Linked DNA regions of Zea mays: region 2 is linked to region 1. The links are chromatin contacts, called in public Hi-C maps. All regions are on one chromosome and are shown on one strand. Each heading gives the region's core, a stretch centred on a gene start, on an enhancer-like site or on the middle of the called end of the contact. The rest is flanking DNA. Distances are from core to core; before and after follow the strand shown.

Region 1 (5,420 bases), core at 1,861-4,360:
TACCTTCGGACTTGGATCAAAATCACAGTGTGAAGAAGTACAAGGAATACGAAGGATGGCGCAAAGCCGAAGCTATGCGCAGGGGAGCTTCGGCATGATAGCAGAAAAGGAAACCGACTTAAAGATGAAAAGGCTATTTAGACCTCGATGGATTACTATAAAGTTATTAGCAAATGTAAAGGGCATGGGTGTAATTTCACATGGGCAGCGTCCCGTGCCTATAAATAGATGAACAGTGCTCCCGTACTGTTCACGCTGACTTGGCATTGGCTTTTGCGTCACGCTTGTACTTTTGCTTTCATTCAAGCCGAAGGTACACTTGTAATTTAATGTCATTTCTATTTTTCGTGTTAATAAAATAGAAATGAGTTAATAATAATATATAAAAGTTCATGCTATCTTTTGTATTTCATGTGTTTCTCATTTTCACTATCATATACCGTAATGATGAAGGTATGTCCTTCTTGACCTTCGTCCGAAGATCGTTATATCCCAAGGGAAATAATGCTTCGGAGGACGAAGGACATTAATCGTTTAACCTTCTTTTGTGTTGCCTTGTTCTTAATTCATAGCATTTGAGAACAAGTCCACAACATCCGGAATCACTCCAAATCAAATAGTGACTAGAGAGAGCGACATTTATGTTCATTTGAGCTCTTGCGCTTGGATTGCTTCTTTTCTTTCTCATTCTTTCTTGTGATCAAACTCAATTGTAACCGAGGCAAGAGACACCAATTGTGTGGTGGTCCTTGCGGGAACTTTGTGTTCCGTTTGATTGAGAAGAGAAGCTCACTCGGTCTAAGTGGCCGTTTGAGAGAGGGAAAGGGTTGAAAGAGACCCGGTCTTTGTGACCACCTCAACAGGGAGTAGGTTTGGAAGAACCGAACCTCGATAAAACAAATCATCGTGTCTCGCTCTTTATTTGTTCACGATTTGTTTTGCGCCCTCTCTCTCGGACTCGTTTATATTTCTAACGCTTATCCGGCTTGTAGTTGTGCTTAAGTTCATAAATTTCAGATTCGCCCTATTCACCCCCCCTCTAGGCGACTTTTAATGGATCGATTTGACATGCCTGGGGTGGATTCTTCCTCCGAATCCCCTGGTCATCTCAGAAAACCTGTATGCTTCTTCCCTTCTCTGGCGAAAATCATTATCAGCCCGGATGTACTCATCCATCTTCTGGAGAAGCTTATCCAGGGTTTGTGGGGGTTTCCTGGCAAAATACTGAGCCGTAGGTCCTGGCCGAAGCCCTTTAATCATGGCCTCATTGACAACTTCATTGGGCATTGTAGGCGCTTGTGCTCTCAGACGCAGGAACCTTCGGACATACGCCTGAAGGTACTCCTCGTGGTCTTGCGTGCACTAGAATAAAGCCTGAGCAGTGACCGGCTTCGTCTGAAAACATTGGAAGCTAGTGATTAGCATATTCTTAAGCTTCTGCCATGATGTGATTGTCCCTGGCCCAAGAGAAGAGTACCAAGTTTCTGCGACACTTTTGACTGCCATGACGAAGGATTTTGCCATGACTACAGTGTTGCCCCCATAAGAAGATATGGTTGCCTCGTAGCTCATTAGAAACTGCTTCAGGTCTGAGTGCCCATCATACATAGAAAGCTGGGGTGGCTTGTATGATGGGGGACACGGGGTAGCCTGCAATTCTGCTGCTAGAGGAGAATCATCATTAAAAGCAAAATTGTCATGATGGAAATCATCATACCATTCATCATCGTTGTAGGAATTGTCTTGACGAAGCTCTCTGTGTTGAGGCCTTCGGTCTTGGTCATCTTAGGTGAGATGACACATTTTTTCAGCAGCCTCATCAATCTTTCTCTGAAGATCGGCAAGACGAATCATCTTTTCTTTCTTCTTCTGGACCTGTTGATGAATGGCTTCAAGGTCCCTGATTTCTTGGTCCAACTCCTCCTTCTGAGGTGTTAGACTGGTAGCCTTCCTTTTCTGGCTCCTAGCTTCGCGTAATGTATCTTGATTAATGTACAGTGGCTGCAATGCAACCCCTGTCCCTGATGACTTCTTCGGCGGCATGACGACGGTCAAAGCTTGCCGAAGGTGGTCAAGTGAGTTCACTGGAGGTGGACGCCAATGTTGGTCACTTATTATCAAATACTATAAATTAAGAACAAGGCAACACAAATGTTAATGGTTAAAGACCTTCGTCTTTCGAATCATTATTTCCCTTAGGGTATAATGATCCTCAGACGAAGGTCATGAAGGACATACCTTCATCATTACAATATGTAAGAATATAAATAGAGATATAGAAGGAAACATGAATAATTGTATCAAGTCATCATATTATTCACATTATTATTATATAATCATGGACAAACATTAGTAATATCAAATTACATTTATACCTTCAGCTTGACAGAAGGCAAAAATCCAAGAGTGACGAGCGAGCGATTACAAGTCATTGTGAACAGTACAGTGTTACTGTTCATCTATTTATAGGCACTGGACGCAGTCTGAGTAAAATTACATTTATGTCCCTGACATTTTCTATTAGTCAAAAGGTAATCTGTCGAGTACTGAGCAGTCTTTTCCTTTTAAGTCGGTTCGTCCTTCATCATCATAGTTGTGCTAAGCCGAAGCTTCTCCATCCATAGCTTCAGAACTGATTCATCCTTCTTTCAGATTGCGTCTTTCATATCATGTACACCTTTATCTTAAAGCCGAAATTTCTCGTAATAATATATTATATTGGAAAACACATTAGTCATGTTTTTAAGAACCTTCGAAGACGAAAGTCCCACCAATAACTCAGGGTTAAGCAAAGCAGAACAAGAAAGCACCTCAGCTGTCGTAGCGCTCCTCACCAATCCAATGCCGTCTTTGACCTAGCCGGCGCCGCGTCCTTGACCGAGGAAGTAGTCGCACGCAGCACGCTCCTATCAGCTAGTAATAATTTTCACAACCAGAATCGCGTGTGCGCGACAGCGCGAGCCGTAACGGAAACCGGATGGAAATGGGATCCAGCCGGACGCGGGGAGTCTGCTGTCAGGGCGCACGCCATCGAGCGACCGTGTCCTCGCTCTTTTACCTTTCCTCCTGTCAGGGCGCGTGCATCCCCTACGACCAGGGCAGCGTATATCCTTGTCGCTCTTCGTCGTCTCCCCCCACAACTGTTATATTCCCACCGGCGCCGCCGGCTCTTCGTCGTCCTCCTCCGGGTGTGCCCCAGTTCGCTGCCCGTTCCCCAGCCGCCGATCCCTCGATCTCCGCTAGCTTCGTTCCTTCGTACAGGTGCTTCACTTCATCCTTGTGCTTTCTATCTGTTCTTCTCATATTGCGTGAGAATTTTCATTTCAGTTCATGTGAGTCGATCCTTCAATTTTAAAACTATGTATGTATGTCGGGTGAACCCGGTTCCTCGATTCCCCACAGGAACGGTTGTGTTTCAGTTCATGGGAGTTGGTCCTTCATTTTTAAAAATTATGTATGTATGCCGGGTGAAATGAATCCGGTTCCTCAATTCACCACAGGAACGGTCGAGCAGAAACTAGCAGCCACTCCCGAGTCCCGACTCCCGATCGCGATTACTTGCCGCGGCACCAGTACTCCAGCGGCCACCATGAGCAGCGGGAAGCGATCCTTCTTCGCGCCCAAGAAGAAGGCCACCAACCCGTTCGATTCCGACTCCGACGACGACAAACCGCAGCAGCGGCCAGCGCGGGCGTCCTCCGTGCCTCCCCCGGACGAGCAGCGGGGCTCCTCCTCTCTCTTCGGCGCCGGCGACAGAGGCGGGCTCTTCTCTTCCGCGGCCAACCATCACTACCGGAACGACTTCCGCGACGCTGGCGGCCTTGAGGGCCAGTCCGTGCAGGAGCTGGAGGGCTACGCGGCGTACAAGGCCGAGGAGACCACGCGCCGGACGCGGGGGTGCGTCAGGATCGCCGAGGAGATGAGGGACACCGCATCCAAGACGCTCGTCACCGTCCACCAGCAGGGGCAGCAGATCCACCGCACGCACATGATGGCCGTCGACATCGACCAGGATCTCTCCAGGGTAACTATAGCCTTTTCGAATTTCTTTCGTTTGCGGTGTGGCATCAGTTTATGAGATTGTTTGTACCGCTAGCTTAGTTCTGTTCGCCTGAAGAGGGGATAGTCACTGTTCTTTCAAATCTAGTCCGTTTCAGAAACCCTGAAACCCAACAAGAGGAGGTGCTAACTGACTAATTTACAGAGGGTAAATTAAACCTGCAATCGCCAACATTTTTGCAAGTTTATGCTGCTCCATTTGCACAAGCCACAAGGCTAACCCCGGGATATAAAAGATCTTATGCTAATAACGAGCCTTATTCTGCTCAAGTAGGGCATAATCGCACAGCACTCTCAATTTCAAACCAGAATTGGACAGTTCCTGAAATCCTGAAATCAGCAGGTATTCTCGCTAATAACTCTAGAAATTCTAGTTTTAGTGGGGAGGGATTAAAACCTGGAAGTATTAACAATGACATGCTTGTTAGTTGTTACTATCGGCTTTTGTAACTGCATATTGCGACTATGGATGCTCCTTTGCACATTGCAGACATGTGACAGGTGTTGAATAAATGTTTTGGCTCAATATTTCAGAGTGAGAAGCTATTGGGCGATCTTGGGGGTCTATTTTCCAAAAAGTGGAAGCCAAAGAAGAATGGCGCCATCAGGGGTCCTATGCTAACTAGAGGTAATTACCTTAAACTGGACTGCATGATGAGTTGATGACTGAAGAAACTTGTACTGCCTGGTATTGGCTATGGTGCCGTCCATGACTGAAAGGATGCAATGGTGGATGCAGATGATTCCTTCATAAGGAAGGGGAGTCATTTGGAGCAAAGGCAGAAACTAGGGCTGGCAGATCATCCACCTCCATCAAATGCGCGCCAATTCCGTTCTGAACCCTCATCAGCACTTGAGAAAGTTGAGGTACTGTAGACACTTGTGAAGCTAATGCATCTCCAGCACGTGATGAAAAATCTTGATGCGTCTGATATCCTGCATCTTTATTCCATAACCATCTGGTCGTTTCTTTTGTAGATAGAGAAGGCAAAGCAGGATGATGATCTGTCTGATCTAAGCAACATACTGACGGAGCTGAAAGGGATGGCCGTTGACATGGGCTCTGAGATCGAGAGGTACTGTTACATTTCGCTATCTTGTAGACTGATCTGTGTGGTCAGTAATTCATTTATTTTCTTCCTGTTGTATAGTCAATTCTCAAGAAAGTATCCGAAACTTCCAAAAAGAAAATACTATCTGTCAGTTTGAATGCTGATAGCAATCTCGTTAGTTATTAAATTATTAATTTGGAGTATTGTTGCTGTGAGTATGACATGTCCTCTGTGTTTGTTGGATTCAGGCAAACAAAAGCAATGGGGGATGCAGAGAAGGATTATGACGAGCTGAACTTCAGGGTCAAG
Region 2 (5,420 bases), core at 1,898-4,397, 310 kb before region 1:
TGAACCGAGCGAGCCAACGAGCCATTAGCATTTCGTCTAGCCCTACCCGATGGTGTCCATCGGATCTTTCACGATCTCAAATGCCCAAGCTTCATCGCTTAAGAGCAAAAGAAAACTAAGAAAAGGAAAGTTGAGTGGGTATTCAACGAGACACATCTAGAGAACCCATAGAAAAAATGGAGGCCAAAGGTTGCCGAAGCCAAGGCACAAGTTGCCATAATAGACAAGACACTTGTGGTACAGGCTCCTGCACAACTTGTGAACTGTCTGGCACCTATGGCCTGATCGTTCGAACCCATCATGGATAGTCTAGCTACTGTGGTCGAACCGTCCAGACTCGACAAGAGGGCACACAACAGGGACTATAACATATGTGTAGAGGGGGATTCTACTACATGTCCATCAAGCCCATTTGGTGAACTTGATGACATAAATGATGAGGATATGATGGATTGAGGCATCCCCTGAACCCCCATGTATGGAAGTTAATATTATTACATTTTCAGCTGATTATGATATTATCGGCGATGAAAAACCTGTGATGGCTTAGTTTGAGTTAGGTCATCAGGATGCGATCTTCTCAAAGCCTAAGGAACCAGTCAACCATCTAAAACCGCTCTTCTTGCACAGCCACATAGATGGGACACCGATTTCACGCATGATGATTGACGTCGGTGCGACTGTAACCTAATGCCTTATTCCTTGTACCAGAAGTTGGGCAAGCAAGACAATGAGTTGATTAGGACAAACATGACTCTTAGTGGAGTCTGTACCATTAGTTTGATCGAGGTCAAGGGCATCACATCCATTGAACTAACCATTAGGACTAAGACCTTGGCCACTGCTTCCTTCGTCACCAAAGTAGAAGGAAATTATAGTGTTATATTAGGCAGAGATTGGATACACGCCAATCAATGTGTGCCTTCTACTTTACAACAGATGTTAAGACAATGGATAGGTGATGAAGTTGAAACTATACAAGTAGATGCATCAGCTTGCATTGCTATGGTCGATGCTCCCGTACTATGGACCTATGAGTCTGCTAAGTGTTTGAGTGGGGTTGACTTCTCTGATTATCAATTCATTAGTGTGCATAATGGAGAGTTCACCACTGTTGTATTAGAGCTGATGGAAAATCAGCTAAACCATAAATGAAATACAATGTAGTACAACAGAAGAAAAAGATGTCACAACTGGTAGTGCAGACGGTCCAGTCCCTATGGCCGGATGGTCTGAAGTCCCACATAGAGTTTTGCAAATCACAGCCGCCCTTCCAGATGGTCCGCCCCTATGGACGGACGGCCCAAAGTTCCGTATAGAGGACTGCAATTCGTAGTCTCCCTTCCGGACGGTCCGATCTTTACGACCAAACGATCCGCGACCCCACGGAGGGTAACATTCTCCTCTAGTGTGTATACAATAGAGAAATTTAGGGATTTACAAGTTAGGACAAGGGTTTACTTCGGCTGATCCTTTGGAGGAAGTTGACATAGGAGATGGTAACACTCCAAGGCCGTCTTTTGTAAACAAAAACCTAAAATCCAATTCTAGGAATAAAATGATCGAATTATTATTAGAGTATTCTGATTATTTTTCTTGGAGTTATAATGAGATGACAGGCTTATGCCGAGAGCTAGTTGAGCATCAGTTACACATCAAACCTGATTTTAGGCCATTCAAACAAAGGCCAAGACCATTTCGTCTAAACTTGCACCCCTGCCGAACACAAATCTTATTGTCCCTTGGCTTCCGAAACCACGACATGTATGGACAGAAAGCTATTTTAACTATAGAGATTAGCCTGCATGCTATCAGGTTTACTAGTCTAAATGATCAAGATGTTGGTGACTACCATGATCTAATGATGGATAGTATTGATTTGGTGATCGACAAGAGGTTGATGGCTCTAAAGGAGATTGAGAAAGACAAGATCATAGTTGCCAAGGCTTACAACAATAAGGTAAAGGCTAAGACTTTTTAGGTTGGAGATCTAGTTTAAAAGACAATCTTGCCATTAAGGAGTATGGATGGACTGGAAGTTTGGCAAATGGTCCCCATGTTGGGAAGGGCCTTATAAAGTTACACAGGTGATCTCTGGTAACACATTACAAACGGTGCAAGGAGATAAGTTGCCCAATGCATTGAATGATCGCTTTCTAAAGTGATATCATCCTAGTATATGGTAAGATGCTTAGAGAACCGATAGATTCACATCGAGTTGTTTACAACTTGTACTAGGTGCTTTTGGTTCGCTTAAGCTTATCCAAAAGGTAGGAGGCATGTGTTGAGCACCATATTTGACATTTGGCACGGCTAGACGAGCTAGCCCCAGACGGTCCGCGATTAGATTAATTCGGGCGAGAGTCCTTTTCCTCGCGCGTGCTTATTCAACTCATCGCGTGGGAATCGGTTGGGATGCACCTAGGAACGGGTCCAGACCTCCCCTATAAATATAAAGAGGTACGACCGATTGAGGCACCACCTAATTAGATTAGTCTTTCTCATCTGCAGTCTTCACATCTCCTCGACTTTACGTCGTTTAGATATGTTTTGGGTGACCTGCCGACCACAGGACAACCCTATGATATTTTCTCCCTAATGGATCCCTTCCGGATAGCGAGATTCAGGTGCAAAAGATCCAAGAAGCCCTCTGCGCGCCTCGCGTACTTTCCGTCGCTCATACGTGAACGGTCTATGCGCAGAAGACCGAAACTCTCTACGCAGTCGCGAACAGTCCACACTCACACAGAGAGGACTCTAACGCCCCCTGCATCGTGTGACGCCAGCCCTAGAGTTTGTTTGTTGATTGGCTAAAAAACGAGCCAACGCCTAAGTTGAACAATGAAAAGCAGCTAGGATGCGAAAAGCAGGGGGCAGATAGAAGGTTTTTAGTTTATCTTTTTACTTCTTTGAATCAGAAACACATCAAGATACTAAGAATGTACTCCTAGTATAAACACACCCCGTTCAAACATCCTGTGGAAATGAAACAATCGGCATCGGAGGCCAAGAATGCTTCACGAGAGGCGGGGTGCGTCCCAGCGTCCCCACCAGGCCACTACAGTCCAGAGCCCACAAGGCATGGGCAGTTGGGCACCAAAAGACAGAAAAAAAAGAAGAAAAAAAAACCCCCGAAGCTGCGCGCGGCCGTTCTCGTCTTCCAGAAGTCTCTCCGTATCTCCCTCCCCGAAGCCCCGCCGGACCACCTTAACCTCCCCACCACAAGCCCGCACACACCATCCCGCTCCGCTCAAGTCGCCTCCGCATTCCTGCCCCCTCTACCCGCCCGCCGCCGCGCGGACGACGGGAGACGCCGGCACCATGCTCTGCCTCTCGCTGTGCGCACCGCACCTTCACCTCCACCTCCCCCGCAGCCCGACCGCACGACCCGCCGCCGCCACGTGCAGGAACGCGCGCTGCATCGGCGTCACGCTATGCCTCCGGATGCCGACGACACCGGAGGAACGGCGGCAGAAGCGCGGGCTGGCCCAGTTCCTGGACTTATCGGCCGCGCCGACACTCACGCCACCCGCGCCCACGCCCGTGCATCTCACGCCCGCGGCCAAACGGCGCGGGGCGCTGCGGGAGATGCGCCGGGTGTGGTGGGTGTGCGGGGTCGGGTACTGGGTGCAGGGGTTCCGCTGCTTCCCGTGGCTGGCACTCAACTTCCACCTCACGCGCGGCATGGGGCTCAGCCCCGCCGGCCTGCAACTCCTGCAGAACGCTGGGAGCCTCCCGCTCGTCGCCAAGCCGCTCTTCGGGGTCCTCTCCGATGCCGTCTACATCGGCCGCGCCCACCGCATACCCTACATCTCCCTTGGAGGTACACAGCCGATCCCTTTTTTGCTCCCCTTCCCCCGCTTATTTCTCGTTTTATTTTCTTATTATGTTCGTGCGACTCCAGTAATGTTGGAGTTGGAGGAAAGGGAATTATGATGTGAATGATGCTCGTCGTGAAATTATGTGCATTTCATTCAGTATTTCCGAATAAGCTGCAATTGTCTGCATCTCCATCTGGGTGAATTATCTTCAATTCATAAGCAAACTTGTGATCATCAATGTTCCCAACAATGAAACATTTGCAGCAGGAAATCTGGCTGTATTTCTCTAGTTGTCTGGCATCATATGTCACTGTTTCTTCAATTGTTTCTACAAAAGTAAGAATGAATTTTAACCTAAGAAAATATCTGAGCCGTTGAACACATTGAAAGCAACACCTAGCTACGAAAATTTCTGAGCCGCTGAACACATTGAAAGGGGCAGCTATTTCACGTCTCTTTCTGAAATTGGAAACACCCTGGACATTGCAGTTCAACAACTGCAGTCAATTTCTCATTACAATATGTGTGGCTGTAACCATCTGATTGTCAGATGAAAACATGAAAAAAAAACACTTTCAAGCTACTTCTGTTTAAAGCACTAAAGTGTTTAGCACATAGACGTAGGTGCCTTGTTCCCTTGGCAATGGTATCATGACCTACTCGTTGCATCTGTTCTGTGTAAAAGATGCATTTTGGAAAGTGGTATATGCAGCCTTGGGATGGAGCAATACACTTTTCTTCCTGATGTGTACTTTGATTTTGTTGCTAGTCACACATTTCAAGCCTTGCCCATTTGGTTAAACCGACAGGTTACCCTTATTCTGTGGTTTTTGATGCAATGACGTGTGATTTACTCATGCTGCTAGTCACACAATACCTGTGCTGGTAAGCTGGTATTCTCATAATGGTCCCTTATTTTGTGGTTCCTATAAGAATATGCTGCCGGACTTATCTCGAGGACCACAAATCACTACTGACCTTTAGATTTACATAGGTTGTCTATTAAGACTACACAACTCTTTTTGTCATTACTGCATCACGTATATTTTCCTTGCCGTACTATGATATGGACAGCTTGTTGAGAAGTTGAGATGCATCTCCTAGCACAAATAACCGCAGTTTAATTGAAATACTGTTAAATTGTCTGCTCATTTTTTTATACTTTCTGCACTTTTCCTTCATTTGATTTATTATTTGTCGTGTATTAATCTTTTTTTTTGTGCTGAAATGCTAATTTTAATGTTTGCACAGAATCCTTTTTAAATAAACTAACGAGTTGTACAATTGAATATATATGCAATCACCAACCAAAAATTGCAAACCAGCTGCTTTTGGTTTATTGAACAATAAATTTTTTGCTGTAAGATCAGGACTAGACGACTAGTCACTAAGCTCCAATAAAAATAAAAAGTATCTAGAGAATTTTTTTATGATGCTTTTGTTGATCCTGTGGTTTACTGTCAAACTGTTCAGTGTCATAACTATTTGTTACTCAGCTGTTAATCAGAAAGTACATAGCTGACTTGTTTTTTTGGAAACCATACAACTTACTTGAACTTATGTTGGTATGTTCAGTGTGGCTGCAGCTCATTGCTTGGG

Evidence for each region. A called contact is a pair of places that touch in the nucleus more often than the background predicts.
Region 2: a contact with region 1 is called in a Hi-C map of bundle sheath, with 3 times the contacts expected there. The contact joins the promoter of LOC100284909 here to the promoter of LOC100217287 in region 1. A contact is called at or near these places in 2 of 25 Hi-C or Micro-C datasets (bundle sheath and tassel).

The regions. Positions count from the first base shown.
Region 1 is chr7:37,859,518-37,864,937 of Zm-B73-REFERENCE-NAM-5.0, reverse strand. LOC100217287 reads left to right here and starts at 3,110. Exons shown (of 5, transcript NM_001143638.1): 1 at 3,110-3,261; 2 at 3,501-4,024; 3 at 4,594-4,687; 4 at 4,799-4,926; 5 at 5,038-5,420. The coding sequence starts at 3,590. The coding sequence ends at 5,268.
Region 2 is chr7:38,165,030-38,170,449 of Zm-B73-REFERENCE-NAM-5.0, reverse strand. It overlaps LOC100284909, which reads left to right and starts at 3,147. Exons shown (of 2, transcript NM_001157804.2): 1 at 3,147-3,823; 2 at 5,397-5,420. The coding sequence starts at 3,322.